7 separate regions of the Mus musculus genome follow, and all the other regions are linked to region 1. The links are chromatin contacts, called in public Hi-C and promoter capture Hi-C maps. All regions are on one chromosome and are shown on one strand. The core of a region is the stretch at or near the end of the contact, and the rest is flanking DNA. Distances in the headings are between cores, read along the strand shown. Region 1 holds the start of Wrnip1 (Werner helicase interacting protein 1). Region 2 holds the start of Psmg4 (proteasome (prosome, macropain) assembly chaperone 4). Region 3 holds the start of Tubb2a (tubulin, beta 2A class IIA). Region 4 holds the start of Bphl (biphenyl hydrolase-like (serine hydrolase, breast epithelial mucin-associated antigen)). Region 5 holds the start of Ripk1 (receptor (TNFRSF)-interacting serine-threonine kinase 1). Region 6 has its middle 56 kb from the start of Foxf2. Region 7 holds the start of Serpinb6c (serine (or cysteine) peptidase inhibitor, clade B, member 6c).

Region 1 (3,643 bases), core at 849-3,348:
CAAGCATCAATAGCTGACTATTTCCATGTCGTAACACAGATGTCAGAATTGCTACCAATGCTACTGACCGAACCCCTAAATGGAGTAACTACCATTAAATCTTGGAGGAGTGGGCAAGATGCTAACAGTCAGCACCCTAAGCAATCAGCATGTTATTTTGAGAGCTGGAAGTGTAGCTCAATGGTGGAGTAGAGTGCAAGGGCCTGGGCTTAAAAAAAAAATGTTATCTGGGTACATGTGATTTATGCTTGGCCAGAGAGAACATGAGTACAAGCAGACACAAAAGGAATGATGTATTCCAGCAAATAAAGAGGTGTGGCTGAGAGGAGCTGCAAAGGAAAACAGGATAAGCATCAGGAATGTGCTTGTGAATGAAGCAGTCTGAACCGTAAATTGAGAAGAGCTCTTTATAATCCTGGGCCCTTTCCTGACTGTCCACAGGACGGTCCGGGTATCCTATGAGCAGGACTGTCACTTCACCACATTTTCTCAAGTATTCTTCCAGTGACCTGTTCTCTAAACCCACGGTATTCTAACCAGTCTCCTCTGGCTGTGGCTAAAACAGAACATTGATGCTTTTCTCAAGCAGCAGTTGGTATGGGAAAGTTATGGAAATGCCTGTTGAAAACGAATCACAGAAGAGAGACTTCTATTAGTTCCAAAAACCAGTTAGAATAAGCCAATTAGTGGGAGAGGGGGTCAAGTATAATAGAAAAAATTTAATTAGTTTTCCACAACAAATGGAGCATACAAAATGTTTCTTCCCCAATGTTTGCAGCATGTCCCCTGCCTGGAATTGGGTCACTAAAAATCATGGATATGACCACAAAGATAGCTCAAATCTCTGTCCACATCTCTGCATAAACCAAGAAAATTGGGCATTTTCTTGTGAAAAACGCCCAACAAGGGGTCTGGGGAATCTGGGGAAATGGCATGCTTGCTTGCGTATTACAAACTCCGCTCACGCATCAGGACCGCGCCCCCAGGCCTCCCTCTCCAGAGGAGGGGTCCGGAATCTAAGGACCGCACCCGGCTCAGAATACCTCCGCGGCCCTTGGCAAAAACAGCAAGAGCAGCACTCACCTTACCGCAACCTGGCGGGCCCCACAAGATGAGCGAAGGGATCTCATTGGCCTCCAGTAGCGAGCGGAGCAGAGTCTCCTGCCCTACGGCCCTACTCTGCCCGATGTAGTCCTGCAGCGTGTCTGGACGCATCTTGTCAGCCAGCGGCTTGCCCTCCAGCATCTGTCGGATCTCCTCCGCCGCCAGCGCCCGGGGATGCGCGCGGCCCGCGCTGACTCCGAACGAGGCGTCGGCGGCGTCCGCATCCCAGTGCCCGGGATCGTCCTCACCGTCCACGTCCGCGTCGCCATCGCCGTCCACCCCCGCCTCCTCCTCCTCCTGCGCCTCCGCCTCATCCCAGCTGCGCGGGGATGCGCTGCCTGCGGCGGCTGCAGCCGCTGGTCTCTTCCCCATACCCTTTCTGGCGGGGCTGCTGGAGCGGGCCACCGGGAAGTCCGGGATAAGGCGCGCACCGCTGGGCGTGGGCGGTGCGTCGTAGCTCTCACGGCTCTCGGTCTCGCCGCCGTCATCGCCCTCCTCGCCCTCGCCTTCGCTGCTTTCGGCCGCCGTCGGGGTGGCGGGCTGCTTCAGCGCCGAGCTCTCCGACAGTCGACGCCTCTTGGCGCCGGGTGGCGAGGGCCCCTTGGCCCGCTCCCCAGCGCGGTGAGAGCCGGCCGCTGGCTCCGCGTGCCCCGCAGGGTGCAGCAGCAGGCAGCGGTCCAGGTGCGAATTGATGTGCGCGGCGGGCATCATCTGCTGGCACACTGGGCACTGCACCTGGTGCAACTGCGACAGGAAGGGGTCGTCTTCCGGCCCGCTCACCTCCATGGTGGCAGCTGCCCTCCCTGGCGCCCGTGCGGCTGCACCTGCCCCTGAGAACGCCGATGCCCGCCGCTAGGCCCGGTGCCGCGCGACCCTCGCGCGGGTAGGGAGCAGGACACGCACGGGCCGAGGGAGGGCGCCGCTCATGCCTCACGTCCTGAGCTCCCGCGTCAACTCGCCCTCGGCCCGCAGCTGGCAACGCCTCGCGAGTCGTGTCGGGAAGTGTAGTCCAAAGCGGGCAGAAGACTCCGCAACCCGATGCCCCCAATCGCCGCCGGCAATTTCTCGCATTGAACTTTGGGAAATGTAGTTCTCCGTCACAACAGGCCCTCTCGTCTTCTTCGGTCCCTGGGAAGAGCCTTTCTGTGGCGCTGCTTGGATAGGCGTGGTGCGCGTGCGCATGCCTGCTCAGTACCGGAAACAACCGCCTTCGAGTAAAACCCAAGCGGAGGGAACTTGGGAACCTGGCTTTCCAGGATTTTGGCCTTCTGGGTGCGGAACTAGAAATGCTGTCATCAGGGAGAATATTTGTAATAAAACTAAAACGAAGTGGAAATACCCCAGAAGTGCCTAGGAAGCTGGAGAAAGGGCTTCGACATAAACACACAAGAGCTACACAGGTAGACAAAGTTCAATTCCGAAGGCTGCTCAAGGAAATGCAATAAAAGGGATTCCCTCCCCTGTGCCCCTTAATTTTACTTTAGGACCTGTCGCCCAAAGTACTTGCTTAATAGTTATCTCTAGCTGATATAATAGTCGTAAACTGAAAATCACCGTTGTATCCCAATAACAAAATGATGGCAGGCAGTCCTTAAAGGTATTTCCAGCAGACAGGAGCAGGAAATGAGTACAATAGGCATTTATAAATGTATATTCTCTGGGTGTAGTGCTGTGTACCTTTAATACTAGTACTCAGGAGGCACTGACAGGTGGATCTCAGAGTTTGAGGCCAGCGTGGTCTACATTTTGAGTTCCAAGTCAGCCAGGGCTACATAATACAAAATTGTATTTTTACTTTTGAAAAGCAAATTTAAAAAGTTAGTGTGGTAGTCTACATCCATGTATTACTGCTTATGATTTTATTATGCTTTTCTGTAAGTTACTCCTTGGAAAGATGCAAAAGGAGCTGGAGAGGTGGCTCAGTAGTTAAGAGCACTTGCTGCTATTGTAGGTTCCTCTTTCAGTTTGCAGCACCAGGTCAGAGGATCTGGCTCCTTATTCTGGCCTCTGGGGGCACTACACCTAGGTAATGCACAGTCATACATGCAGGCAAAACATGTAAATATAAATGTAATACATCTTTTAAAATATTTAAATACATATAGGTAGATTGAGAGGAGTGTGACTTGTTAAGTTGCTAAGGCTGGAATTCTCAACCTGTACCTGGGGGCTACCAAAAACATCAAAATTTTATTATAATTGATTATTGCTGATAATCAGAAATTAAATGTGTTAAGGGAAAGCAAAGACTTATGAATCTTGTCAAAATTTGAGTGTGTATTTACTTTACCACCCAACAGTATACAGCAAGTTACAGTAGAAACTTTTTATTTACTGTTTTCCCACTGAAGGTTTAGTTATCTTATGCTATGAAGTAAACTGGCAATAGCTAATGTGACGTGAGTTACAAATTCTGTTACATACCTAAGTGTAGAACTCATCTGTTCCCGTTCTGGCTCCCAAATAGCTGACACAAAGAACTATTAAGTTTAATAACAAGAAGCAAGCCTAAGCTGGACCATTCTGGGCTATTCTAACC
Region 2 (3,643 bases), core at 584-3,083, 1.4 Mb before region 1:
CTCAAGGACACATTTACTAAGGTGGGAGCACCTCCTCCAACTCCCTGCCATAGGTCAGGACCATTTTCCATCCCAGGCCAGCCACCCTCAGGCTGGCTTGGCTGGCATCATCCCTCCTGGGTACTGAAACCCCTGCCGCTATCCAGACAGGCCAGTTAGAGAAGCAACTTCATCCTGTGATTTGTGTTCTCCAAAGTTTGTTGTGGCCAGAACAAATTTGCGGGCAAAGGGAGGAGCACACACACATGATCTTTAACACTGTCCTCCATGGACCAGCACAACTTTTCTATGAATGCTCACAAAGAAAATAATTCAGGTGTCAGCAGCCACAAGCCCGCTAGTAGGACTAGAGCTGCCATACTCTCCACCTGCATAGATAGATGTGGCCATGTTTTAGTAGAACCTGATTACGAAGTAAGACCTTACTGCCTGACTGGCTACAACTTAAAGGACGCCCTGAAGAGGTCTCAACAACTCACCAAGTGACTTAATGAGCAGCCTGAGAGGTACTAGACACTAACCTCACCTTATATCACTAAAACTTCAGAGGCCAGTACTACTGGAATAACTGGGCAGGGAAGAACACTAAGAAGCAACAGGCCCTGTGGGGATCACTAGAAACTCAGTATCATACTCTGAATTCATCTCAAAGGGTCTTTAGCAGAGGAATGGCAATCCCTGATCTATCTTATTGTTTTATCTTTTTGCTTATATGTAGTGTGTATGGTATGCATGCATACGTGCATGCATGTTCCTAAATTTGGGTGCATATATATGCATGTGCCCCCCACACAAAGTGAGCTCATCCGAGGGTAAGGTAAGTCCTTCATCCAATATGAGTGGTGTGTTCAAGGAAGAGATGAGGACAGGCAGTTTAACTCAGTGGTGGAGCATTTGCATAGCACATGCAAAGCTTTGGATTCAACCCCCTATCCTGGAGATGGAGAGGCTCTGGGCACGTGACCTGTGAGAGAAAGAAAGGCCAAAGACAGCCAGAGAGCACTCAGAATAGGTAGAGTTGCCCATACAGAGATGAAAGGTCACAGAAGGGGAAGGTTTGAGTTTGTTGGTCAAGTACCTATCAGACACTCAAATCTAAGCTCCAAGTTCAATACAAAAGTTGTCTAAACCCAATGTAAAATGTAAAACGTAGCACGCGCACATGTCAGGAAGCTGGTGCAAGGAGAGCCGATGTTCTGGTGAGCTCAGAGCTCAGGGGCTGGGATGAGTTCCCTTTAAGGTGGTCCACGTGTGGGTTGACTCCGGGGTTCCCGCAAGTCAAGAAGCAGCCCTAGGAGACTCCAGCCTGAGGTGTTCAGAATAGGACCCCAGGGCACACTGAAGCTCCTCAAGAATGTCTCTCAGGGCCGCATGCGACCAGCCTCACTCCCACTGGTCTCTCTCCTCCCAAACCCTTCTTAGCGGTCCCCACCCTCTACCCCAGATCCTTCACCTTGAGGTCCACCGGTCCCCCCAACCCCACCCCCAACTACGGCTAGGCCCCGCCCCCAGATCGCCATCAAGTTCCTGGCCCCGCCCACACTCACGTAGCGGCTGCACATGGCCACTGCGAGGTTGCGTAGATGCGGCGTTGCTCCCACCCACAGGAAGAGCGAATCCGTCAGCCGCATGACATGAAAGTGGACCAGCTGCTCCCACAGCCTTGCACTGAAGTTGTGAAGCGACACGTCCGCGTCCGCAGCGGCCCGAGACTCCTCCATCCCGCCAGCCACCGGGCCACAGCACCGAGACCGGGCAGGCGCGGGCTCCCAGACCAGAGAGAGCGAGCTCCGAAAAGCGGAACGCTCTTTCACTTTCAGATGCGCGCGCCGAGGTGGGGTGGGGCGAGCATGAGTGGGCGGGGCCTAGAACAGGGCCTCCGCCTGCTCTAGCCTGGTACCTTCAGCCTCGCCTAGGAGTCTGCCAGCGATCTCTAGGAACCCACTGAACTACCTCTGTCCTTTTTCCTTCTTCCCAGGAGCGCATGTTAGTGGACTGAAACCACTCTCAGCATCTTCCTTTGCCCAGACACGGACACAATTTGAGCGCTTTAGCAGCCACCACCTCCCAGGCCCACCTCTGCAAGTCTCTAACCTAGCTAACATAATTTAACAGCAATGATCCTGGGAGAAAGCTGTAAAAAAGAACTGCATAGACCATGGCGGGAGGACAGGGTCTTCAGAGACAGGCAGGCACACCCTGAGCTGCTATCATGTAAAGCTCGGGTCTTGATCTAACCCTTTAACTTCTCTGTCTCTCTTTCCTCGAGTACAAAATGGAAATATGAGTAGGGAGCCTTTAAGATTTGAGAAAGAATGTGAGAGAGGGAAGCCCTGTGGAGGGTGGTGATATATCTGCCCTGGGACCCTTTAATTTTAATTACTGGGACACTAAAGTGTTTGGAATGAGTCCCTTGGTGGGTTGAGAGGCGTAAAAACTTGCCCGGTTTGTCAAGCTTTTTACAGTAGACTTGGAGACTCTAGGAACTGCAAAGAGTCTGCTTAAATTTCCTGTAACTCTTAGTGGATCAAATTGAGATTTAAAATGTGATGTGATTTGAGTATGGTTTGGGACCCTCCGAGGATCCACTGTGAGATGTCTTAGTCCCCAAGGGAGATAGATTATGGAATATCATGGGAGATCAGGGGATAGGCCCTGTCTGGAAGACCCAAGTCACTGAGGAAAAGGAAATATTCCTGTGATAGAGCTCCTGAGGTATTACTATAAAAGCAACAAGCCCAGCCTTTGTGGTTAATATTGTTGGGGGTTGGGGGGAGGGGGTTACTACACCCCCTTGTTACCTTTAAATATCTATTGGGGGTTTCTACCCCACTTCAGACCATATCATTACCAGATAAAAGATACAGAAACATTTAGATTTATAATAAGCTTAAAAGCACTAGAGCTAGGCAGATATCAGCCCTCTATGCTATATTACCTATTTTCTTATGGTGATCCCAGAGATGTCACTGGCCATGTTCAGCCTGGGCCATTCCTACTCCATCAGGCTGGTCCTCTTGACCATGTGCCCATGATCTACCAACACCATGGTGACCTCCTTCCTTCTTCCTCTCTCTTCCACCTCATCCTTATCTCAGACCCCAAGCCCAGAATCCATTTTTCCACCCACTCTGTTCTGCCTAGCCTTGTCTGTAGGCATCTTTATTGGCCAATCAGGAATAAGTTGGGGGGCAAGCTTTACATCATTTGGTACAGGAGGATCTCATCAGGAGGCATCCAGATTTGGGGGGACCAGCACTTAGCATTCAAATACAGAGCAGCACCCGTGCAACCCCTACACCCTGCTACACCCATCCTCCTCCTGCCTACTCTTCTCAGGCTGTGACCTCTTCCTGTATTTGTGCTCCTGTGACATTTGTGCTATGAAGTCCTCACCATAGCTCGGCCAGCACAGATACTGTATTCTTGAACCTCCTAGCACTGTAAACTAGAATCTTTCCTCTTCATAAAGTTAATTGCCTCCGACATTTCATTTTACTAACACAAAACTAGCAATATAGTAGAGTGTTCTTTATACTCTGTTTCCATTTGCTAATTATCAGTGAATCTGGTCATATTTTGACAGCTTTATTAAAGTATAATTATTAACATTAACATGACTATTTGCCCATATTTCAGATGT
Region 3 (3,643 bases), core at 674-3,173, 1.3 Mb before region 1:
AGAGCACATGGGGTGTGGCTTGTCCTTTAGCACAGTATTTTCATCTGGTGATGTAGGCTCAAAGGTGAGCTGAGTGGCTGGAGGATCCAGCTAGGAAATGGTAGAAAAGCATCACTACTCTCTGCCTGCTAAGGAGCCTCACATCCCCAGGATCTCTTCCTCTCTTCCGCTTGGCCTTAAACTTCCATTAGGAATGAAGCCACAAACGCTAGGAGGCAACTGTCTCAGGAAACCTTTGTGAAGTGCCACAATCAGTGACATTCTCCAAAGCCATTTCGGCAGAGGTTCTGGAACCTTCTAGCTATTCAGGAAGACCCATGATGTGGAGATGGAGGCAGATTGGGGGAAAAACTCTGAAGGCCAAACCTGGGACCCAACAGCTTGGGGATGGGAAGGAGAAAGAAGAGCACTTAGGACATCTATTCCCATCTGAGGAGGCCCCAGCACAGCCTGCCTGCTAGGATGGAGGAGCCTGGAGGCCTGGGTCCCTGAAGCGGAATCCACGATGATGTAACTTCACCTGGGCTTAATCACGAGTGACTGGCTGTGGCTCCCACCTCAGCAAATGACCCAATATTAACATGGCAAACAAGATCCACATTTACAGCAGCATCCCCTTGGACTTTATGAAGGCATTTTCACTCCATAAACTCAACCTGCTTTCATATACACCTTCTCATTTCCTGTTCACAAAGCCAGCTCCACGGCACCTATAATTATTTAGTATTTGAAGAAACTGGCTCCCGAGAGGAACTGGTGGAAGCTCCTGTTTACCCCTCCACTGTGCCAGACCAACGAAGAGTAACTCCTGGTGGACCAGTCCTAGCGCCAAGCCTAGGGTTTCTGCTAATAGAAAAACTGCAGGTTCTCGGGCTTCCTCAATTTGTAGCTGGTCAGGTTTTAAACCTTGCTTTTCTGAGGGGAGGAATCTGGGTAGTGTTGATGCCTTTTGTGGGACAGACAGTACTAGCCGAGAGAAGGAAATGTGAGCCCTGAATGTGGGCTGCAACCGTGTTTTTATATTTTCCTGGTTATCACATTTTTAAAAGTGAAAACAAGTGAGTCATTTAACAAATATATTTTAAGCACTGTGTCCAAAACGTGATCACTGTGACCTTTTGTCAGTGAGGTTCTTTGGCTAACTTACCCAGCCCATGAAAACCAGTGTCTCTCTCAGACCAGCATCTCAACTCACACTCACTATATTAGCTACCTCCACTTCCCTCCCTTGCTCTCTCGCTCCAACACGTGTCTGAGAGCAGAAATTTCGACTTTTAAGAGGCTTTTAGGACCCAAGAGTCCAGACCAGAAAAACGTCACTCTTCCTCCTCTATACCTAGCAATCGACCTGTATAGCATCCTTGTCGTCCTTGAAACAGTCCAGACCCTCACTTGATCCTCCCCTCTTTCCTCCCAAGCGGTATCACGTCTGGCTTTCTACTCGCCCTTAGTTACCAAGCAGACTTGAAAGAGAGAACCGGGCTGCAGTTCAAGTCCTGCCCAGGATGCAGGCACCCTTTTTCAGAAAGGACATCTAGTAGAGATGCATTTTCAGTTCTGGGCTTCATATCCAAGAGCGAGGCCACACCTGTCCTGCTACTGGGGAGGCAGGAGCCCCATCTGTAGTCCCCAGAGTGGTGGGAAATGAGCAGTGTGGGAGCAGAACCAGAGTGTAACCTAAAGGTCTCGACAGTAGACAAACACCTCAGGTGGACACTGAGGGGAAACCAGCAGGACCGGCTGGGGGGGCGTAATAACCCTAGGAGGCTGGATACAGGCGGGTGCCCCGCACCTCGCACCGCGCCCCGGCTCCCTCTCGCGGTGCCGCAGTCCCAGCCGCGCCGCCCCTCGGCTCTGCCCCCATGACGTCAGCGGGACTGGGCGGTCCCCGGGTATAAAAGGCGGTGCTGGGGGAGGGCGACTGGTCTTTTGCGCTCCTTAGCCCTCTGTCCACGCACTGCTCCGAGGGCAAGAGCCTCCACCCCTTCTACAACCAGCACCATGCGCGAGATCGTGCACATCCAGGCGGGCCAGTGTGGCAACCAGATCGGCGCTAAGGTGGGCTCACCCCTAGGGAAGAAATGGATGAGGTAGTCCCATCCGGTCAGGGTCCCAAGGTTGCGTGGGGAGAGGGGTAGGGGGGGGTGTCGCGGAAGCAGGCCGAGCCTAGGGGATCCAGAAGAGCCCCGGCTGGTGTCGCATTCCACCGCTGGCTACTGGGCGGGCCGGGTCCTGAAAGCCGACCAACTTGCCAGGATTGGTGCGACAAGGGTGTCTTAAATTAAGGTCCATTACATTGCTTTGGGACACAGCCCTTCTGCGGGGTGCAGCTGACATTAGTCTGGGTTTTTTTCGTGTCTGAAATTTGGGTTGGGGGGGTCACTACATGTATTGAAAAAAATCTCATGTCAAATGTAATTCATATATATATATATATTTCTGTCATTTGAATGAAAAAAATGCAGTGTCATTGGGTTGACAGATGTTACAGAGGCGTGTCTTTGGGCCAACAGACGAGGGTGTTAGACAAATTCTCTTACAAGGGCTCGTTTAGATGTGACATAAAACATTATGGTCCTCTTTTTTCTCTGCAAGACTGCTTGGAATGGGGGCTGTGAGACCCGACGGCAGTGGGGAGACAGCAATGGGTATTTAACATGGGTGTGGGCGGGTGCCTGCACAAGGACATGGTCTCTTTCAACACCGCCATATTGCCCACCCAACCTCCCCACTCCCTTTCCTGCTGCCAAGTCACAATGGAGGTTACATCCTGAGGATGGCCAGCTTTTTCCCGGGGCTGCCAGACGCCCTCTCAGGATTGTACTGCCCATCCCCGAACATTCCTAGCCAGGGTCAATACCCGAAGCCAATATGTAGGTCAGTGGTATAAAACTGGGCTGTTGAAAGCTGTCATGGAGTCTGTGCCAGCAGCCATTGATCCCTGGAGGCACAGGGGGCGGGGCACCTGATTTTCCCTTCTGCCTTTCCCATCCATCAGCCTGTATGTGTAACATTCAGCCTTGCCTGGAGTGATAGAAAGCAGCTGCCTCTGCAGTTCTGCGAGATCCGCTGTGCCCACTTCCTTCTCCAGGCTCCTCCCAGCCCTGCATCTGTGGTCATAATATGGCCGATGCACTGCGCATTCCCAAGACCCTCTGCAGCAGCAGCTGCTGCCCAAATACATGGAGGCCCGCAGCCCACTAGGCTCTTGCCCTGCTGTCTTTCTGGTGACAGAGAGATTCTAAGCATGATGTGGGATTGTCTTCATTTCAGTTTTGGGAGGTGATAAGCGATGAGCATGGCATCGACCCCACTGGCAGTTACCATGGCGACAGTGACTTGCAGCTGGAGAGGATCAATGTGTACTACAATGAAGCTGCTGGTAAGAGTTTGGATGTCAGTCTCGCTTTCCATACCGTGACAGAGAAAGCAGCCTACCAGCATGCAGACAAGGAAATGGTTTTTTTGCATATTCATTTTTTTTAAAAAAGCACTTCATAATTCCTGAAGACCTCTGCATGCTTTGTGTCTCCATTTTCTTTTTCCTCCTTTGTCTCAATGCTGGGATTTCTGCAATGAATTCTTTTGCCACATTCATCTCCTTTCTCAAGCCCAATTGTAAGTCAGCTCTTGTCCCCACAGG
Region 4 (3,643 bases), core at 734-3,233, 1.2 Mb before region 1:
CTTTCCCAGTTGTGTCTGCCTTTGGCTATGCTATCCTTATTTATCTATAATAAACTTTCTTCTCCATCATATCTAGGAGCGATCATGTCTTTTCCTGTCTTATTTCTTTTTCTTCATTCAATGTGCCAACTATGTCATTAATTGTACTTGTTAATTATTTATTTTTATTTTGTTTCACAATCATTGTTCCAAATACAAACACTGCAAGGTCAGGAATCTAGAGAGGTTGAGTAACTTGTCTACAGTCACACAGCTAAGAAGGGTCAATAATACAGTTATTTAGACTATGTGATCTCAAAAGCCCATGATTCTCTTTAATCTCCTGGCAAAAGTGGCATTCAGTCTCATTGCCAAGTCGGGGGGTGGAGGCAGCGATGAGGCGAAGGAATGGACCTGATTCTCTGGCCGGACCTCCTTAGGTTAACTCAGAAAATACTGTTTTCAGACTGTCAGATTTAGTAAATTATTAACATCAGAACGGACATACAACTCCCCACAGAAAAAATGACTTTTCAACAGATCACAGAGATCATGAAGTAAGGAAAGGGTCAAAGTTCCAAGTATCAGATTTACAAGAAACTCTGTGGTGCATAACTCAGCTACCTGCGGGCTGGACACTGGCTGTGAAGAGGTTTTCATGGGACTGTTGCGGCTGAGGCTGCAGCCTGGCTTCAGGATTAACCACCTGGAGCTGTTTCTCAGGTTACAGGCCGTTTGTATTTCTAAAACAATGCAGGGTGAGACTAAGGGAAACCTTAGCAGAGATCTTTTAGGAAGAGTGGTCTCCAGTGCAGCTAAGTGAATGAGACTCTCAACAGCCATTAAGTTGCCGATGAGCATGACATTAACACAACCTTAGTAGCCTCGTTCAAGCCCTTTTTGCAATCAGGAAACGGGATAACATGCCTCTTCACTAGCAATTTATACAACCAGAGTCACTGATATGTTTTCCAACGTGTATATTTAAAAAGTTGTTAAAGTCATATGAGAGAAGAAATCTGAATTGGATATAGACTAAGAGAGCTACACAATCATGCTACTAATGTTTAAAAACAAACAAACAAACAAACAAAAAAATGGGTCGCTTTTCCGTTCTTTCTACTTCCAGATTATATGCTCAAACGATTGGTTTCCACATCAGGTCTAATAAAGTTCCAAATGCTCGTTACTACTGTCAATGGCCCACCGATAGTAAACTGCACACGACCACTGCCTATGTCTGCATGTGTATAACATGGAGGGATGCGCACAACTTCAGCCTGCTCTATCCACATCTTCTGCTTACATTCTCTTGAGACCGTGCACCCATTTTCAAGACAGCAGGTCTCCATGAATGTTATTATTTTAGCAAAGGGCTGGAGTGTAGTGTAGAGGGAAATAGAAGTGAAGATTCGGTGTCCTGGCCATCACCACACACACACACACACACACACACACACTCGACTCTCTGGCAGGGGAACCTGGGACTTTGAATTTACACAGGTTCCCAAGCAGATTGTCTTGCACACTTAAGTTTAAAATTAGCAAGCAAAAGGACTCAGGAAACTTGGGCCCTGCCTGCCACTGAAGCAGGTTAGGCAGATTTCTGATTTGGCAGGAATAATTACTGTTCCCAGCAAATGGCTAAGAGGCCAGCAAGCCCCCCACCCCTTCCTTCCTCCCCAGTTCCTTCCCTGTGCACTGAGGAGGCTGGACCACCACCCAGCACGTAGAACCTAACCCCAGGCATCAAAGTGCTCGCACACCAGTTCTGCGGGATCTGGACGTGGGGTTTGAGCAAGGAAGGGCCGACAACGCCAGGCGTCCGTATCCCTCCCCGGCCAGTGGCCCTCGCTGCCCCGAGCACGCCATTACCCGAAGGTGGCTACGGGTTCGGCCTGGGGTACGCAGATCCGGGATTTCAGGGGCGAGAGGAGCAGCCGCAACCGCTGGGCCGCCGGGCGAACTGTTGCGGTCGCCATAGCTCCAGGTCGCACAAGCTCCATGGAACGCGCATGCGCCCGGCTGGATGCCACCCTTCAAGTGCTAAGCTCGAAGTCCCGCCCCTGGCCCGCTGTGCCTTGCTGGAGCTCGCTCTGCTCCTTGTCAGGCCTGCCCAGAAACAAAAACAGAGCGTGTCCTTCTAGTCCTAGCTCTCTCAGGGTGGACAGTTCAGTAGGCACTGCTCCTTGCTTGCAACTGCCAAGGAGTCCAAGGATATGGGTCGGCGGGGCCACCTGCTGTGCTGCCTTCACCTAAAGGGTATCTAAGCAGAGCCTCTGAGAGACAAGTGCACAGCAGACCATCCTGCCTCTGTTAAGGAAGGAAAGCTCAAGCTGGCCTAGAACTCTAGCTGATGTTGATCTTGAGCTCCTGATCCTCCTGACTCATGCTGGGACATCTGGCCTGCATCACTACACCTGACTATGTCCCACTTCCCACATTATCTAGCCCTGGTCCCTTGATGCTAAGCATAATGGTAGCAAGCCTTTAGGTTACTTAGAGCAACATTTATTATGCACGTCTTAAGAACTCATCATTTGTACATCTTGCTGTGTTAGCTTTATGCACCACTGTGACAAACATTTGAGAACAATGTAAAAGGGGGAAAGGTTCATGGTTTCAGAGCTCTAAGCTCAAGGTCATCCGGACCCATTTCTTTGGGCCCGAGGAAAGGCAGTGCATGGTGGGAGCGGAGGCACTTAAGTGTTAAGAGCACTTAACAGGCTGAGAGGGAGAAGAGAAAGAACTGGAAGAAACTGTTCAAAGGAAAAATTGTTCAAAGACATGCATGCTCCCAGTGACCTGCTTCTTGTAGTCAGGCCCCACCTCCTATATCTTCCAATAATACCAACAAACTATGAATCCATTAATAGATAACTCCATTGATTAAGTCAGAGTCCTCACGATCCAATTACCCAGCAATGACTAGTCCCAGTAATGGGGGGGGAGGGAGCTTTCAATACTTCATACCAAAAACTAGTCATTTTTGTGCCAGGTGCCTTAAAGTGTGTCACTATATTTTTAATTAGTATATGCTCCTTCTCCATCCATACTTCTTACCCCAGATTATAGACGAGGAAACAGTGGGAAGAGAAGTTAGAAAGGCTTGGCTCACAGAGCTGTGGAGGGGTATTCAGGTCGGCTTAGCTTCCTAATGCTATATGAAAACATCATACCTCTTACTACAATTACACTAGCTCTTAACTCTTTATAATCACTTATTTGTAAATGTCATTGAGTCTGTCCTCCATTTTAACCCCACCCCATTTTTTGAAGCGATAAAACCATGAAGGGAACCTTGATTTCTTCCCCTCTTCCCCTACCTCACCTTCTAAGGCCCTTTTTAAAAATATTGTCAGCAGTTATAAAACATTATCAGATTAAGTGGTTCAGTTTTAGCCACAATCTGGTTGTCAACCCTTTAGATATCTTTGTATACTGCTTATACCATAGAGAAGCCTAGGGTGAGGCTAGCCTTGGATGCTTGATCCTCCTGTGTCAGCCTCCCAAGTGCTGGGGATGCAGCAAAATACAGCAGAGGCAATTAAAGGAACACCCAGATATGTGGACAAGAGTTGACACACTACTGGAATTTTCACTGAATATAAACATGACATTTTGGAAAATGTGGTAACATAGAAGGTAGAAGATTCTGCCAAGG
Region 5 (3,643 bases), core at 800-3,299, 1.2 Mb before region 1:
GTGAATTAATTTATCAAGACTATTTTCAATTTACAAATAAAGAAATTACAAGTTGAGGTTAAATGATTCACCCGAATTGAATTCACCTTACCCCTTCTCTCAGGCTTTCACTCTCAGTTCTTTAATATTTTTTTCTAGAAAGGCAACTAATAATTTTCTTTTGAAAACCCCCAATGCAAAGACGAAATTGTTGCCAGGCATAGTGTGCCATGGTATTCCAGGCATAGTGACACATGCCTTCCATCCGGACACCAGGAAGACAGAGGCAGGTAGATCTCTGGGAATTCAAGGCCAGCCTGGCCTTCTACATAGCTAGCTTCAGGATAGCAAAGGCTACACAAAGAGACCCAGTCTCAAAAACAATAAACAAACAAACAAACAAACATATAAAATCATATGGACTTACCCAGATTAATTGAATATTCTACATTTTAAAAACATGGGGATGTACAGATTAAATTTAAAAAAAACTTAGTATTATATCCATGTTTTTATAGTAAGACACATCTGCCAGAATGATATCCTACCGATGTGTGGGAAACTATATATTTGCTTCAAATTCCAGATCCTACTGGAGATATTAAGGAGACATTAACTAAGGTGTAATAGTACTGTGCCCAGTTTGTAAGTTGTTACCTTGGGCACATATCTTATTACAATCTTGAAAGCTTAACATTATGTGTAAGGCTCAAAGTAGCAAAGAATGAGAAAAATGGAAATTAAAGTTAAGAATTGTTACTACTGTTTTTGTCAGTCATACAAACAAAACATCCCAAATTTCATTTTCAATAAGACTAGTATATTTCTACATACAATACAGCTGTGATAGTTCACCTTTCTCACAAGCCTTAGTAGTATCTTTCCAGGGGCTACAGAATTACACAATTAAGTCATTGCATCCCAAAGTTCACTCTACCATCGAGTCTTCATGTGTTAAGAAAGAATACTTTCCTAAAGGTCTTTTGTGGAATTTCTTGATTAAAACAGCTTCAACTCTTTGCACAAAGTAAAAGAGCAAGAAAATCAAATGATCTGCAAGACACAAAGAATGAGTCACCCTGGGCTGCACCATCCATCCTCAGTGGGCTCTGTCCAACGCTTAGGTGAGGAGGATGTGGCTTATCTTTTTCACAACTCAGAAAAGGTCTGCAGCAACCCATAAATGCAAATGCTACTGAGGACCAGAGAAGCCTTGGATGTTTGACACTGGTCTCTCGTTGAGGTCGTAGATCACTCCTGATTTGCCAGCTCACCTCAAAAATAACGATGAAAGCTACCGACTGCTCTGCCACCTGCTGCCCCAAGACAACAGGAATAGACCCTTTTAAAGAGCTGGTAGGTCCAGGGTTGATAGGTTACATTTAGGTAGTCTTGTTGGGGTCCTAAAGCTTCAAGAAGCTGTCATTCCTACCAAAATAATCGTTCCATAGTCACTCTGTAACCATGGCTACGGCGCACCTTCAGTCTCGACTTGAGCTAAAACGACCTCAAGAAGAGTCCAACCTCCCGCTAGATGACAGCAAGTTCCGCGCTTTTCGATTTCCGGGAACGTTTGAAGTCCCGCCCGCCACCCGGCTTCCGGAAACAACGAGCCCCGCCCTCCGGTCCACGCGCAGAAATCGCGCGGCCTCCGCCCCTTCCGGGAAACCAGCTTCTGAGGAAACTAGCGGCGGCGCCCCTGGCCTCGACCCCCGCGCTGACTTACCTCAGAGGCCTTCCCGCGGCCAAGTACCCCGGCCTAGGTGAGGAAGGACGGGCGGTGGACGTCAGGAGCGGCGCCTCGCCGTGGCTGCCCGGCCGGGACGGCCCTGGGCCCTGACGAGGACCGGTCGGAGTTCGGTGCTGAAGTGGCGCCCAGCCACTCGCAGGTCCCCCACAGCCTGCCGCCTCCCGCCGCGTCCAGCTCGCACCTCCGCGGGTCCGCACCGCCGCTGGACTCCCGGGAGGTGAGCGGCACCGACACCCGCGCTCCCGAGGCCGTTCCGGGGGCCGCTGGTCCTCCTCTAAGGACTACTGGGGTGGTGCTAGGCTGCGGCCGCCCCTGTCTCCGCCTCTGCTCACGCCCCGGGGCTGTGTGCACGGGCGAGCGCCAGCCTCCCAGCTGGGCATTGAGCTCTACTGAGCATGCCAGGTTCGCAGCACGACCATCCCGGAGGCCCGCGGGCGGAAGGAATGGCACTTTTGCCTTGCTTTCTGAGCGAGTTCTGAGAGAGCCCTTAAAAAAAATAATACGGCGGTCATAGCTGCTATATGTCAGGGCGGAGACCGCTTGGCCCGCTAGATAGCGCTGTGTGCGACAGTGGCCTTTGCAAGCTTTGTGGGTTCAGAGGTGACACGGTGACAGAACCACTGGTAAATTATCGTTCGTCCACCACAGCAGCCTGTCGAGGAAGAAACGTGATTAATTTGTAGCCCTCGAAAATAGTAGTTGAAACCCCAAGCAGAAACTGTGTTGCTGCAGGTGTCATTAAGAAGAAAGTTGCACGATAGTCCAGTGATCCCTTATTGTCAAAAGATAAATATGACAAGACAGAGAGAGGGCCACAAAAGACACGATAAAGGAGTCTTATTAAACCATACACACGACCACTTTAAGAAAATTCACAGCCATTTTACCAGATACCTCACCATACAAATAAGCATTAAAAAGATGCTCAATGTCAAAGGACATTAGGGGAACTCAACTTTGATGTAGAGTACACATAAAATGCCCCCAAATCCCAAACATTCACCGATGTTAACAAAAACGTACACTAACTGAAAATCACATACATTCCTGCAAAGAATGCAAAACCTTTATGGTTACTGTATGATTTATCAGTTTCACATACAGGTATGTACCCAAATGAACATACATCTAGTGTATAAACACATGTACTTAAGTTGGGTTTTTTGTTTGTTTGTTTGTTTGGAGTTCTTTCCGGGTGGGATTGGGTGTGTGTGTGTGTGTGTGTGTGTGTGTATAAAACTCCACATATGGGAGGCCAGGAGCCCACCTCCAGTTAGCTCCTTCTTACAATGCATCTTTTTCTTTTCCATACAAGGTATTACTTTTACCTTTTGCTTGTGGAATGGACTAAGCTGTCTGGCCAAGGCAAGAGGCACCAGGGGTGTCTCCATGGCCAGTTTTGTTTGTTTGTTTCTGTATGAGTGCTGGGGATTGAACTCAGATCCATATGTTGCCATGGAAAGCACTTTGCTGAAGGAACCATGAGCTATCTTCTTCAGGTTCCTGTACATTGTTTTTCCTTAAGTTTTTTGTTTGTTTTATTTACGAGTGTGTATATAATAGAGTGCAGATTCTCCTAGAGGCCACAGAAAGGTATCAGGTCCCCTGAAGTTAGAGTTTACAGGTGAACTGTCTGGTGTGAGTCTGGGAACCAAACTTGGGGTCCTCTGCAAGAGCAGTATGTGCTTTTAACAGCTGACTCACACTTCCAGCTCCTGTATCTGAAAAATTTAAAGGTTTATTTGATATGTCTGAGTGCTTTGATTGCACGTTTGTGCACCACTTGCATGCCTGGCGTCCATGGAGGTCAGAAGAGGGCATGGGATCTCTTGGAATTGGAGTTATGGATAGTTGTGAGTCACCATATGAGTGCCAAGACCCAGGTCCTCTGCAAGAACAACTACTGAGCCATCT
Region 6 (3,643 bases), core at 500-2,999, 1.1 Mb after region 1:
TCTACAGGTCTCTCAGTCCAGAGATGATTACATTAGGGCTTATTCTTGTTGGAAAGAAATTCTATAGGTCTGGGCAAAATGTATAATGACATATGTCTACATTTATAGTGTCACACCAAAGCATTTCCCCCATGACCTGCCTACTCCTCTGTCCTACCCTTGAACCCCTGTCAACCACTGAGCCTTTAACACCAGCATAGTTTCATCTGTTGCAGAACGTCATAGAGTTGGAACCATAAACTCTTCTATTTTCATTTTTAAGAGGTTTATTCCACCATCACGCTCCTTTCTTGTCCTTTGATGCTTGTTTCATTTTAGGAAGAGCTCCTTGTCATTCATCATTGAGTTGGTCCAAACACTATGGACAAGGGGGAAAGTCTTGATTAAATAAATCAGTCCTCTAGGGAAGGAAGAGTCAGGCTTTAAGAATAAGGGGTTGGTTCTGGAAAAACAAGGATGCATAGAAGAGAATGGGAGGTAACCTGCTCAGAAGGGGGGTGGTGAGGTCCAAGGTCTTTATCTGGGACTTGGGCCTGGAAATCTCAAGACTCTCCTTTCCCAGATGATGCCCTTATGCATTCCTGAATATCCATCACCCTCCTGAGGAATATTTCTTTTGGTTGGACACCGGATGAGCTTGCAGTAAACGGAAAGGGTAGATATGTGTAAAATATACTGTGTATATTTTACCCATATGTGTAAATATGTAAAATATGTGTAAAATATGTAAAATATACTTGAAGCACAGCTGTTCTTAAAAAATAGAAATTAAACACAAAGATGAGGGAAATGAATCATGGATGATAAAACTGATAAATATCCAATGCCATCTTATAGTGAAATGTTTCTGAGGATGGTTGAGGATTCTCAGGCCACAAATTAAGAGAACACTAAAAGGAAAAAAAAAACAACACCAATTTTTCCACCTCCCTGTAAGCTAATAATTCAGGATAAAATGTTAGTCAACTTCAAGAATAGGATATGCAGCAACTGAGATGATTCTTAACTCTGTGGATTTTAACAATGACTTTGTAGAGCTAAGATTTATGTCTTATTTTATATTTAACCCAGTTTCCTCCAAGTGCACCTTACTTAAATAATACATGCTCTGTTTTTATTTCTATAAACACAATATCTCCCTGTGACTATAATCACTGCTATCACCATCATCATCATCACTGCCACCGACCATTATCATCATTGCTGAGATCTATATTGGGTGAAAACTCTTTTTGTATACTTTCTTTAAAGTATATGTGTGTGTGTGTGTGTGTGTGTGTGTGTGTGTGTGTGTGTGTGTGTGTGTGTTGGAGTATGTACATATGAATACAAGATCCTGTGGTGGCTAGAGGTCTTGGACCTCCCTAGTGCTCGAGTTAGACAATTGTGAGCCACCTAACGTGGCTACTGAGAACTGAACTTGTGTCCTGTGTGCTCTTAAATGCCGAGGCATCTCTCCAACCCTAGTATGCACATTTAATATGAGCTGTCCAACTTAGATTATAACACGCACACATGAACACTTTTATTTAACAGAGAGATTTCTAAATTATAATGTCCCAATTGTAAGGGTATAATTTAATGATATCTTAAATAAATTCACAGTTATGTAACTCTCCCTGCCACCCAGCTTTGAGAAGTTGCCAGCGCCTAATTTGCACCTTGTTTCTCACTCCTATGCCATCCCTAAGCAGTTGGTTATCTTCCTAACTCCGTAGACTTGCACTCTGGGCACTTCACATGTACAGTGTGTGCTAGTGATCTTTCTGTCTTGGGATAACTGACCAAGGAAAGTTTTATTTTGGGTCACAGCTTTAGATGTTCCAGCCCATGATCAGTGGAGTGGGCTCCATTGCCTTGGCTGAGGTAGCACATTATGGTAGAAATGATTTTGCTCATCACATCATGGATGGGAAGAGGAAGTCCATAGTGTCATTTCCACAGTGACTGAAGACCTTCCAGTAGGTCCAACCTCATAAATGCATCACCACCTCCCAGAAGAACTATTGTTAATGTTATCTGGTAAGTGTTGCGGCTTTCTCTTAACCCCTCTATGTTGCGGTTTTCTCTTAACCCCTCTAGCTCCGGAATAATTGAGGCAGGGCTATTGTATTTACTTAAAAGCTTTAAGGCACAACAACTGAGCACAGTATTCATCTATTTTAATCCTCTAACCTAACTCTGTCTACCTCCCAGACAAAAACTCTAAGATATTTGCATTTTATGGTTTTCTCTGCTCCAGCTGTTTTCTTATGGTTTCTCCTGGACCCTCTCTCCTTTCTGTCCCTCTCTCCTTTCTGTCCCTCCCTCCTTTCTGTCCCTCTCTCCTTTCTGTCCCTCTCTCCTTTCTGTCCCTCTCTTCTTTCTGTCCCTCCTTTCTGTCCCTCTACTCCCCAGGCTGTGAGAAAGTCCAGCCCTATTCTCTCCCCTGCTCAGTCACTGGCTGATCAGCCATATGTTGACAGAAATATTTTATTAAAAATATTTTTCCAGTATTTCCCATAACCTATGGCTTATTATCCTATTTTCTTTATGTGTCTTATAAAGAGCAAAAAGTCATCAATTTTGATAAAGTCCAACATTTTTGTTATTGAACTTTTTTTGACAGAGTTCAAATTGGCCTGGAACTCACTATGTAGCCCACACACGTTGGCACCAAACTTATGATAATCCTCTTGCCTCTTATTGCTAGGATCACAGGCCTAAATTAGCATGCTAGCTTTGCTTGAATGTTTGATGTCATATTGAAAGAAGTGTTGCCTAGCTCATGGAAAGAAATATTTTCTTGAAATTATAGAATTTCATGGTTTTTGTTTCAGAGAAGCACTTCAAGATGTAGGCATACTCAAAAAGTTTCTGAAGAGGACTTTAATAACCCAGAAATAACCTCAAGGACTGACAGGTTGGATGACATGAGATTAAAAACCAACAATACAGCAAAGGAAGCTATCAGCAATGTCACACACAGCCTAGAGAGTGGGAAAGTCACTGCCAGCTGCCTTTCAGTGAGATGCTAGTGTATAGAACAAACTGCCGATGTGAAACACCAAAAATAAGGACCATCTCTAACTGCTACTAACCGTCTAGGTACTGTCTTTCTTATATAATTCTTCCACTACTCGGAGTTTCTAAAAATTAGCTAATTTTGAATCAAAGGCAGAACACAGCTGGATAAAAAAAAAACTAGTCATATTAATTTATGCAAATTTCCCCTCAGGATACTTTTCCGTCTATAGGGCTGAGCATGCTCAATAACTAAGGGAGAACACTCACTGAGATAGAGTGTCAGGGATCATAGTTTGGAGTGCCACGGAGTCTGAAGGTCAAGGTGAGGAGAGTCTCTCGAGGAAATTACACAGGAATTAATTGTCTATTTAAATAAGGATCAGCACTTTCCACAAGCATATAATTTACTTATATACTTATATAATACTTATATACTTATATAATATATACTTATATACTTATATAATACACTTAATCATTTGCAGCGTCTACTATACAATCAAAGCAGGAAAATAAAACCCACAGCCAAGGGTATCAATGATACCTGAAGATGATCAGAAAACAGCAAATTAAATTTTAAGAGATTTGCTGAAAAATACATAAATGGGTGAAAAGGCAAAGTATTTTAGGAAAGTTA
Region 7 (3,643 bases), core at 472-2,971, 1.1 Mb before region 1:
GGCATGATGTCATGAATATAAAACAGTCTAGTATCTAAGCTAAATTGCTTCCTACTTAATGATATCTTATGAGCTATAGGGTTCCTGTGGTATAGGCACACTTCCATGTTTCCCAGCCTGCACAGTTGGAACATTCTCTCCTGTGTGTCATTTACTCAGCTCATCCCGAGTCTTCAGTTCTGTCCTAGTGCTAAGGACTCTGACATCACTTTTAGTCCATATTCCCAAAGGTAAACCTGCCGTTCCTGCTTCTACTTGTTCTTGCCCCTGTATTCAGCACAGGTACTGCACATACCACAACATATGTCATCTGCTAGCCCATCTGTGCTGAGGGCAGAAACTGTATCTTCTCTATTCTGCTTCCAAGTGGCTCCTGGATGGTTCTGTAAGTAGAGTAAGTCTGTAGAACAAATGAAACAATTACATCACATCTGGCAAGCCATTGGCACCATTTTTCCAATACTACCCAGCTATATAATAAAATTTCTTAAAGCTGATGCTCACACATAAACTTTCTGAAAAGACAGGATTGTGATTTTTCTAGAGGATTTTGCCTACCTATGAAGTTATGGTAGTTAGCTCATAGGCTGAGAAGAACCTCTGTCCTTGTGAAGGTCTTAGTTGTTTTGAGACAAGCTGACGGCCCTTTAAAACAGGAAGGGAAACAGTGTTTTGGAGGCAAAGTTTGAGAAACGCTGTAGTGATAACTAGACAATAGAATCCTGTTATACCCAATTGCTTTCTCTGTGGGCTCAGCAAACAGATGCCTTCCTCATAAGAGCCTGGAGTGCTGTGCTTTAAGTGTCTCCAGCACAACTCATGATGAAGCCAATCCCTCATGTGAAGTATTAGGAGGTGGGTGGGGGGTTTGTGGAATGATGAGGTCATAAGAGCTTTGCTATAACTCACCTAATGCATTTATCAACTTGACAAATGCAGAATGAGAAGGCTGGTGAAACCACACTCTAGTCCTCTGTAGGAAACCACCCAGAGCCTCCAGCTCCTGTTGAGCTTGCTGTTAGAAAAGGCATTCTTAGAAAAGGCATTCAGGACCAGAAAAATCCGCAGCTGGATTGGCAACCGGGTGGCCAGGAGACAAAGGGTGGGCTGCTGCATTGTTAGGCTCAGGTAACCTAGCCCTGCCCTCTGCATTTCCTAACACAATAGGCCAGCGCCCAGAGCTCCAGTCTCCACCTGCCTCTCCACCCAGCCAGTAGCCCTGGGCACAGCCAGTACCTTTCAGATCTCTGCTCATCTTGCTATCTCCAGGTGAACCTAGTGTCGGGGTAGGCTAGGCTGATGCAGGCTTTGGCACAGGGCGCTGGGGACGAGGGTGGCAGGAGCGGGTGTGGCGTTGGCCTAGAGACCTGCGATCAGGGGTAGGGGTTTCATCTTGAATTATGCAGTTGCTGCAGTGGTTCTTTGACACTGTCTGGAGAGTAAGTCTCCTTGTGTTCTGGGCCAGCTGGTGGCCACGCCTTCGGCTCTGATGCAAGGGGCGTTGGTCAGTTCAGCACCCACTGAGGAGTTGATTTGTTCACGATGGGGTCGGTGTCCCAGATCCGGATCCACATGTGACTGCTTGCCCAGACTTGGAGATCCAGGACTCATGACACGAGAGACAGTCTTTGGAATCTCAGAGGGCGGGGACCAGGGGTGGGGAGGTGGGAGGAGGTGGGGATGAAGAGGCCTGGGAGTGAGTGTCAAGGGTTTTGGACCTGCTTTTATAGACGTTATGGTCTTTGTGAAGTTAGGCTCAAACGACAAGTCTTTGGAGGCCCTCAGTGTAAGAAGAAGGATACTGGTAAGGAGCTGACCTGATCACTTTGATATGCTTTCTACTAAACTCTTGTCAGGCGAAGTGTTAAGGATCCAGTGTCTGCCTAGACACGCAGAAAGTTTTAATCTGATTTCTGTTCCAGATTAGATTGAGTTATCTTTTCTCTCCCTTTCTCTTTGTTTTGTTGGCAGACTCACAGCCTTGCTGTGCTGAGCTTGCTCTGCCCCTTAGTAACAGACCTGAAATGTCCCTTTCTCTTAAAATTGTTTTGAGAATTAAAAGTACAGAAAAATAGCATTCTTGTGGTTTCAATATTACTGGAAATTTTAGGTAGCCCTATTTGGAGGACCACTTGTCTCTAGGAAAATTGAGTTTCTCTAATAGTTCTTAGATTCCTTATTTATTTACTTATTTATTTATTTAGAATAGACACAGAAGGAAACTAGAACACGGTTTTATTAGAGTTTGAAAGAAATGCCAGAGAACAGCTTCTGAGGGTTTTGAGACGGAGTAGAGGAGGAGACAAGGCCTTGCTAATTGAGTGAGGGTGAAGGTTCAGCAAGCAGCCAAATGGCAAAAAGGGACAGCGAATACAGAGCTAGGAAGACATCTTTAAGCTGTGGCCAGGAATCAGAAAGTAAGAGACAAAAGGGAGAAAAAAGAGAAAAACCAAGGCTTTTCCAGGTCTTGACTCAGAAAGATGGCCAGAGCAAACAGAGCCTCACAGCAGCTTGGGAGGGACATAACAGATTCGGGCTTTTGGGAAGGGAAAGTGCATTATCTTCTCAAGGGATAATTATTACCCTCATATATTTATCTTGGCACCAGCTGGATCTCCTTCCGAGGTGTGGTCTCTTAGGCAGTTGATTAGTACTGATTGTTTTTGAGTAGCCTGGAATGTTAGACATACCCAGCCCATAGCTAGAGTTCATTCTCTTGATCTGAAACAGCTTTTCTTTAATGGGCCTCATCAGAGAGCTGTGTAGAAGGCTAAGGCTACTGTAACATTCTTCTCTCTGAAGAGGTATCATTAAACCAGTTACAAGGGGTAAAGTTGGAAATAGATGTAACCCCCCCTTTTGGTTTTGGTTTTGTTGCCTCCCCAGGGTTTCTCTGTATAACAGCCCTGGCTGTCCTGGAACTCACATTGTAGACCAGGCTGGGCTTGAAATCAGAGATCCACCTGCTTCTACCTCCTGAGTGCTGGGATTATAAGCAATATAACTCATTTTAACCATGAAAATCTAGGGATCTAGTTCTATAGCTATTCACTAGAAGGATTTACTCTCTGGACTGGAGTTTGGTTCTGCCCTCACAGGTATCAAGGGCAATTAGACTCTTGAGCTCCCTTCTGGAGTCCTGGTCAGGTGATCAGGGGCATTACAGGAACTGATACTTTTGGGGTCTCTGATCCCCAAGTGCCTAGTCAGTTTTTATGTTCTTTTCTTATCATAGGAACACATGAGGAGAATTGTGAGGGAATGCTGGGTGAAGTTTAGTAGTTTGTGTGTGTGTGTGTGTGTGTGTGTGTGTGTGTGTGTGCATGTGGAAGGGAATTGCTTCGTGACTTGACTATTCCTAAGGATGTTTGCTCCTCTTGGGTGTGGCTTAGGACTAGGTGTGGTATGTGATGGCTGACTAACCTTTGAGTTAAGATCATGTGATCATGAATTTTAGTGCTGGGATTTGAGGTTCCAGGGATTGCGGATGTTATCAGTTTAGACTGGGAGTGTCTTGCTTTTCTGGTCTATCCTGAGGAGTTGCAGTCACTATGGCTTGTATCATCAAATAGAGAAAGGAATGTTTGGTTCACATTTGGGTCCATAAACTAAGGCCACCTGGCTTCCTATATCTGCATGTCTG

The links. Promoter capture Hi-C pulls out the DNA fragments that hold promoters and counts their contacts. A called contact is a pair of places that touch in the nucleus more often than the background predicts. Capture Hi-C pulls out chosen DNA fragments and counts their contacts.
Region 2: a contact with region 1 is called in a Hi-C map of regulatory T cells, with 10 times the contacts expected there. The contact joins the promoter of Psmg4 here to the promoter of Wrnip1 in region 1. A contact is called at or near these places in 1 of 39 promoter capture datasets (pre-B cells), 4 of 484 Hi-C or Micro-C datasets (CD4 T cells, natural killer cells, regulatory T cells and 1 more), 2 of 115 datasets of contacts at active chromatin or transcription factors (the 230-238 cell line and astrocytes) and 1 of 9 other capture datasets (adipose tissue).
Region 3: a Hi-C map of CD4 T cells shows a contact between it and region 1, with 5 times the contacts expected there. The contact joins the promoter of Tubb2a here to the promoter of Wrnip1 in region 1. A contact is called at or near these places in 1 of 484 Hi-C or Micro-C datasets (CD4 T cells) and 1 of 115 datasets of contacts at active chromatin or transcription factors (large pre-B cells).
Region 4: a contact with region 1 is called in a promoter capture Hi-C map of liver, with 3 times the contacts expected there. The contact joins the promoter of Bphl here to the promoter of Wrnip1 in region 1. A contact is called at or near these places in 7 of 39 promoter capture datasets (the HPC-7 cell line, cranial neural crest, embryonic stem cells and 4 more), 4 of 115 datasets of contacts at active chromatin or transcription factors (the 230-238 cell line, large pre-B cells, pro-B cells and 1 more) and 2 of 9 other capture datasets (adipose tissue and liver).
Region 5: a promoter capture Hi-C map of adipose tissue shows a contact between it and region 1, with 3 times the contacts expected there. The contact joins the promoter of Ripk1 here to the promoter of Wrnip1 in region 1. A contact is called at or near these places in 8 of 39 promoter capture datasets (the 3T3-L1 cell line, the SN4741 cell line, cranial neural crest and 5 more), 1 of 15 datasets of contacts at CTCF or cohesin (large pre-B cells), 2 of 484 Hi-C or Micro-C datasets (CD4 T cells and regulatory T cells), 8 of 115 datasets of contacts at active chromatin or transcription factors (the 230-238 cell line, astrocytes, embryonic forebrain and 4 more) and 5 of 9 other capture datasets (adipose tissue, embryonic stem cells, liver and 2 more).
Region 6: a contact with region 1 is called in a Hi-C map of embryonic stem cells, with 4 times the contacts expected there. The contact joins the enhancer-like site here to the promoter of Wrnip1 in region 1. A contact is called at or near these places in 2 of 39 promoter capture datasets (the 3T3-L1 cell line and cranial neural crest), 1 of 484 Hi-C or Micro-C datasets (embryonic stem cells) and 1 of 115 datasets of contacts at active chromatin or transcription factors (large pre-B cells).
Region 7: a promoter capture Hi-C map of embryonic stem cells shows a contact between it and region 1, with 5 times the contacts expected there. The contact joins the promoter of Serpinb6c here to the promoter of Wrnip1 in region 1. A contact is called at or near these places in 10 of 39 promoter capture datasets (the 3T3-L1 cell line, 3T3-L1-derived adipocytes, cranial neural crest and 5 more) and 4 of 115 datasets of contacts at active chromatin or transcription factors (astrocytes, embryonic forebrain, embryonic stem cells and 1 more).

What each region holds. Positions count from the first base shown.
Region 1 is chr13:32,800,485-32,804,127 of GRCm38.p6, reverse strand. Wrnip1 (Werner helicase interacting protein 1) reads right to left here and starts at 2,098. Exons shown (of 7, transcript NM_030215.3): 1 at 1,084-2,098. The coding sequence starts at 1,890. It also overlaps a transcript of Mylk4 not described here.
Region 2 is chr13:34,161,154-34,164,796 of GRCm38.p6, reverse strand. It overlaps Psmg4 (proteasome (prosome, macropain) assembly chaperone 4), which reads right to left and starts at 1,833. Exons shown (of 3, transcript NM_001101430.2): 1 at 1,548-1,833. The coding sequence starts at 1,721.
Region 3 is chr13:34,076,288-34,079,930 of GRCm38.p6, reverse strand. It overlaps Tubb2a (tubulin, beta 2A class IIA), which reads left to right and starts at 1,923. Exons shown (of 4, transcript NM_009450.2): 1 at 1,923-2,058; 2 at 3,274-3,382; 3 at 3,643. The coding sequence starts at 2,002.
Region 4 is chr13:34,035,981-34,039,623 of GRCm38.p6, reverse strand. It overlaps Bphl (biphenyl hydrolase-like (serine hydrolase, breast epithelial mucin-associated antigen)), which reads right to left and starts at 1,983. Exons shown (of 7, transcript NM_026512.1): 1 at 1,855-1,983. The coding sequence starts at 1,961.
Region 5 is chr13:34,000,769-34,004,411 of GRCm38.p6, reverse strand. Ripk1 (receptor (TNFRSF)-interacting serine-threonine kinase 1) reads right to left here and starts at 2,049. Exons shown (of 11, transcript NM_001359997.1): 1 at 1,706-2,049. It also overlaps a transcript of Serpinb6a not described here.
Region 6 is chr13:31,679,542-31,683,184 of GRCm38.p6, reverse strand. No RefSeq gene overlaps it. Among named protein-coding and RNA genes, the nearest start is that of Foxf2, 56 kb to the right of the region's middle. Within about 2 kb of position 1,749, at least 9 of the 459 cell types and tissues checked have an H3K27ac peak or open chromatin away from gene starts, as enhancers often do. A contact at or near this core is called in embryonic stem cells, where this site is marked.
Region 7 is chr13:33,903,269-33,906,911 of GRCm38.p6, reverse strand. It overlaps Serpinb6c (serine (or cysteine) peptidase inhibitor, clade B, member 6c), which reads left to right and starts at 1,721. Exons shown (of 7, transcript NM_001382852.1): 1 at 1,721-1,804.